Linked DNA regions of Mus musculus: region 1 is linked to region 2. A link is a contact called in public HiChIP or PLAC-seq data. All regions are on one chromosome and are shown on one strand. The core of a region is the stretch at or near the end of the contact, and the rest is flanking DNA. Distances in the headings are between cores, read along the strand shown.

The links. HiChIP or PLAC-seq counts read pairs in DNA pulled down with a chosen protein or histone mark.
Region 1: an H3K27ac HiChIP or PLAC-seq map of embryonic stem cells shows a contact between it and region 2, with 5 read pairs. The contact joins two enhancer-like sites. A contact is called at or near these places in 1 of 484 Hi-C or Micro-C datasets (stem cell-derived epiblast-like cells), 1 of 115 datasets of contacts at active chromatin or transcription factors (embryonic stem cells) and 1 of 9 other capture datasets (embryonic stem cells).

The regions. Positions count from the first base shown.
Region 1 is chr6:93,950,264-93,952,963 of GRCm38.p6, reverse strand. The region is part of intron 1 of Magi1 (membrane associated guanylate kinase, WW and PDZ domain containing 1); the gene reads left to right. Among named protein-coding and RNA genes, the nearest start is that of Gm22840, 61 kb to the right of the region's middle. Within about 2 kb of position 1,348, at least 5 of the 459 cell types and tissues checked have an H3K27ac peak or open chromatin away from gene starts, as enhancers often do. A contact at or near this core is called in embryonic stem cells, where this site is marked.
Region 2 is chr6:93,756,492-93,759,191 of GRCm38.p6, reverse strand. Magi1 (membrane associated guanylate kinase, WW and PDZ domain containing 1) reads left to right here. Exons shown (of 24, transcript NM_001029850.4): 9 at 1,428-1,537. Among named protein-coding and RNA genes, the nearest start is that of Gm23035, 36 kb to the left of the region's middle. Within about 2 kb of position 1,326, at least 78 of the 459 cell types and tissues checked have an H3K27ac peak or open chromatin away from gene starts, as enhancers often do. A contact at or near this core is called in embryonic stem cells, where this site is marked.

The DNA.
Region 1 (2,700 bases), core at 99-2,598, 190 kb before region 2:
TCCCTCCCCCTCCCTCCTAGACTTCTTGGGAGGATCTTACTATTTAGCCTATGCCAGCCTCCTTCCACAACAGGTGTGTCCCTCCTTGTCTGTCTCTTCTCTTCTTGTAAGTACAGTTTTGATGGAAGCACACACACACACATACAGTATTTTATGAAATATAATAGAGCAAGGGACTATCCTTAATGGGCCTTGCCAAAGTGTGCCCCTGAGAAATTATGTCATACAACAGACCTGGTATAAAAGAGGTATATTAGGGAAGGAGAAAGGAGTGAGGGCCTGGGAAAGAGAAAGAGGCCAACAAGTGGACATGTAGATGGACAGACAGACAGAAGTAGAGCCATGAGGGCACAGAGAAAGCAGGAGGACTGGGAACATAAAGTGGGGGTGGGGGTGGGGGTGGGGCGCAGCTGAGTGCTAGGGTGGGTGGGACTTTTTCTATGCAGCACACACCAGGGACACCTTGCAACACTTCCTAAAGGCAGGCCAGGGGCCTGTACACTAACTAATGTTATCCATGGCTGGGAAAAGATACTTTAATTTCATCCTGTATAGAAAGATATAGCCAACCCTGACTTAGGCCATTGCTTTGGTGTTATTTGGGGTAAAGAAGTCTGAGGTAACTATATAACGACTTGACATATCCAGTGTTCCCAGATTGGGGGTTTCTTTTGTTTTGTTTTGGATTTTTTTTTTTTTTTGGTTAAATACACATGATAATGACAGCCATTCATTATTTCTCAATAGGCCATTCTCTAAATTAATTTTCTATAGAGAGCAATTTGTCAAGGTTAGGAGAAACTAATTAAAAGGGAAAACCCATTCTCACTTCAACATTCCTTGTCACCTGCGTGACATTGAACTTTTCCTATACCTTAGCAGAAATTGGTATGGCCTTTGGGAATGAAGTAATTCCACATACAGGGCACTTTCGACAACAATATATATTTAAGGTTTACATTGTAGCATTAGGTAGAACATCCAAATGTCTGGTATATGAGAAATCTCTCCAGCAGTTTTGAGCCATTTGAAATGGCTAGGGATGGTGTGAGGCCCACCTGTAATCTCAGCACACAGGAATTAGAGGCAGGAGTAAGCAAGGATACAGGGAAAATAGACCACTCCATGGGCAGAAAGAAAAGTTGATTGGGGACCAGACTGCCACGACTTTGTGGGGTGGGGCAGAGAGAACAAAAGGGTGAAAGAGCAAACCAACTTGAAATGACAGCAGGGTGGGGGGTTCTGACTATTATAGCATCTAGAGGCCCTTGCCCTAGGGAGTTGACCTTTATGTTAAGATTAAAGACAGGTCCTGATAAACAGAAACCTGCCTTTGGAAGTGTTAATCCAGTAAGAATGTTTGTATTACCAGGCCAGAGTCTTTCTGTTTAGGACAAGGTCAGTGCTGCAATGGGGTGGGGTGGGAGTCAGGGACTTTGGACTTAATAGCAGAAAAATCAGTTTGAGGCCAGCCTAGGTTATATAACTTTAAAAGAAAAAAAAACCAAAAAACAAAAAACAAAAAACAAAAACAAAAACCTAAGAAAAAGATTAGGTGGGAGATGGGGACACTACCATAGTCTTTTGGAGAGAATTTGTTTTAAGAGCCTTAAACATTTCCACAATTTTTGCTCCAATACCATTACATGGATCCTGGAAAAATACTAAATATAGACTCTATGTGCCTGTTATGATACATGTAGGCTCATGTAGGCTGGCCTCAAACTACTTATGCAGCCAAGAATAAACTTGAACTCCTGAGCCTGCCTCTATCTCCCAAATGCCAAGATTATAGGCCTGTGGCGTAGCTCACAACTACAGGTGGATTTTGTATACAAAAGATAATTCACATGCTTACTTGGTAATGGTTATCTAGGTTGTAGTGAATTGATAAAACACACAACATTTTGAATTATATTTTACAAATGCCTATAAAATGTGGACATAAATCTCATTCATGATATGATCTGACATTAGGTCATAGACAATAGGGCTCAACTCGGCTTTATGGGCTGCTTTATGGGCTGCTGGACCCATTCATTGCCAGTTTAAAAAAAAAAACACCTTGGTATTTTACTCTCCTGTTGCTATGATAAATATCATGACCAAAAGCAATTTAAAGGAGAGTATGGTTTGGTTTTGACTTATAGATAACACAATGACAGAGCCCATCATGGCATGGAATCAGGAGCCTGAGACTTGCCTAGCATTGGGGGAGCACAGAGAGCACACAGGAAACAGAGAAGGCAAAGGGAGGGAGGCCAGATTATAAACCCTCAAAGCCCACCAGCAGTGGCGCACCTACTCTAGCACGGCTTTGCCTCGTAAAGCTTCTGTAACCTTCCCAAACTGTCTCTGGCGAAGGATCAAGTGTTCAGTACATGAGATTATGGGAGGCATTTTTCATTCAAGCCACCACCCGCCCCAGTCAGCCTCAGCACTAAATTACACCTCCCTTCTATCCTCTCCTGCTCTTCTCTGTCCTTCCCTGGGTCAACAACACTCCTCTTTACCTGCTGTGGATATACTGGCTTCTTCCTGTCACCTACTCCTGCACAACCCACTGCATGTGAAAATGTATACCATGCCCTCTGCTACAGCTGGAAACCCTTGGAACATCCCCCTGCACTTAGAGGAAGGTACAGGTTCCTTGCTGCAGCCTAAGATACAAAGCCCCTTTCTCTCCCACCTAAGCTCCTC
Region 2 (2,700 bases), core at 77-2,576:
TATTTATACTTAGTATAAATACAAAATAAATAAGGCCATCACACAGAAACACTCATGTGGATGATGGGTGTATGTTGATGTGTGTGCGTTGTGGGGGTAAGTGCGTGTGCTTGCCCGGCCTTACTAGTGACAGAGTCATCTAAAATGTCTGGATCTTTGTCACTTTAAATACATTGCATTCACATAGTTTAACTACCTTAGAACTATCATTGCCTATAGGCTGTGAATTTGGTCTTTCCTCTTGGTCATTCATTGGGTTGCCATAATTGACAGATGTTAGTGGAGTCCTTTTGACTTCACCCTTAGGCTTCTCCATACCTTGCTATGTAAAGCCATTCAAGAGTTTTGCTATTGTAGACCACAGACAACATCCCAGCTCCAGTTGACTCTTAATTCTTAGTAATTCAGAGTGTACTTCTTGGTGAATTTAATGTACCCCCCCCCTCTCAGATGCTAGCTTTGAAATAGGGGTAGAGTCACTGGCTCAAGCCCTTGAATTCAAAAGCAAGCATAGCTGAGTGAGCATACTAGTTAATAATGCCACACAAAGAGAACTACACAGAGGCGTACTTCTCATCCCCACATGAAATACTATTGTGTCCACACTTACATGCTTCACATACTCAAGGTGAATTGTTGCTTGAAAAAAAAAATGGCATAGAAAACTTTAGAAAAAAATAAATAAAATTTAAGTTTCAAGTTGGGTGTCATTCAGGGCACGGTAAGGTCTCTTTCCTTGCTGCTCCATGGAGATTAGGCCACAAAGCACCCCTCATCCAGTGCAGCTAAGCTTTATGCACTGCCTGTCAATCAGTCACTTGGTGGCCAGCTCAGTTACAAGGTCAGCTGTCACAGTGTCATACACTGTCATACACTGTGTTCAAATGTCCCTTATTTAACTTCCTGATAGGCCCAGAGCACAAAGGTCACAGCGTGGGCAATTGGAACGTGCTGAAGAGGCAGGCAGAAGTTCCTTTAAGTGGCTAAGGAAATAAATCATATGTGGAAACTACTGAGGGCTACAGTGAATTGTTGCTGTTGATCTGTTGCTGTGCTTGTTTTATAAGTTAAACTGGGTCATAGGTGTGTACAGATGCAGAGGGAAAACCATATTCATATTGGATTGGACGCTATCCTGGGCTCCAGCATTCACTGGGGCTCTGGGAACAGGTTCCCTGTAAACAAGGGCTTTCCGCTGGTGAGTAAAGCTATTTGCCTCAGGACATTTGCTAGGGATTTCTAGTAAGATGCATTCCAACCACACCCTAGGTCTCACTGCACATACACAGCCATAATGGGAGCTGTGTTTATGTCTATCTGCATATCCACTCCAGACCCTCTGCTGTGCCTCAACTAATCGATTTGCCCGGCCTTTTCTTGCTAGAATGAGTATTTCCTCCCTGAGAACTGCTTTCCTTTCTTCCCAGCCACATCAACAGGAAGACGCAATATGAAAACCCAGTCCTAGAAGCCAAACGGAAGAAACAGCTTGAACAGCAGCAGCAACAGCAGCAGCCTCAGCCACCGCAGCCAGAAGGTTGGCTTCTTTGCTGGAGGCATTTCCCTGAGCTGGGAGTGTGGGGTAAAGCCTAGGCACTGTCACCCCCGTGTGGTCAGAGCTGGCCTTGATGATAGATTCTTTTCTCCTCTAGTCACCCCTCCCTCCAACAGCACACCCCAGCACACTGCAGAAGGGGGCGCCCCTGCATAGCGCTCAGACCTCTGCCTTGCTTTGGATGGAATTTAACTTGCGGAGCTGAGGGAATTTGGGCCCCTGCAGCATTTGCATGGTGATCCCTGTGTAACATTTAAGCAGAGTTTCTGGGCACTAGGCTCCTTTTTCACGTTAGAAACGCCGTACAGAAGGATCTGCATGCTTCTGGGAAGTCACAAATCATATTCTTTTATTTTTTTTTTATTTTATTTTGGTTTTTCAAGACAGGGTTCTCTGTGTAGCCCTGGCTGTCCTAGATCTCACTCTGTACACCAGGCTGGCCTCAAACTCAGAAATCCGCCTGCCTCTGCCTCCCAAGTACTGGGATTAAAGGCGTGTGCCACCACTGCCCCAAACAAATTCATATTCTTTAGAGAAATCAAAATAACCCAGGAAGAGGGGGGAACATTAAATCTTCCAGTGCTTGCCCCATCCCATTCTTAGGGGCTCACTGTGTAGAATTTTTCTGGTAAATAAAAATCACAAATACCAAAACCAAGAATAATTTTGTGAGTAAATATATTTCATTTGAGCAACTTTTTTTCACTTTTTATTTCTTAAACCTGCTTGAAGGTTTGAGTTGACTCATAGTTTTAATGGCTAAAAGATGTGCTACGTAATGAGTGTTTCTACTAATATGTAGCTATCCATTTATTAATATTTAAGGTTTTCCTAATTTTTCATTAAATCTTTCAGTGGTAGGCTTTATACCATCTAAGTATAATATCAATTATGTGAATATGAACTATAACACTTTTGTTCCCACGTTATATATAATACATATTATATGCTATATATTATTATATATTTAATTAATTTATATATTAAATATTTAACATAATTAATTTATATACTATATATTTTAAATGTGTATGGTGCTAGAAATTGTACTGAGGACCTCATCACACCAAGTATCTACCCAAGCAAGCACTGAGTCCTTGAACATAATCAAATATAGTCCTTAAACTATGGGAGTAGCCAAATGT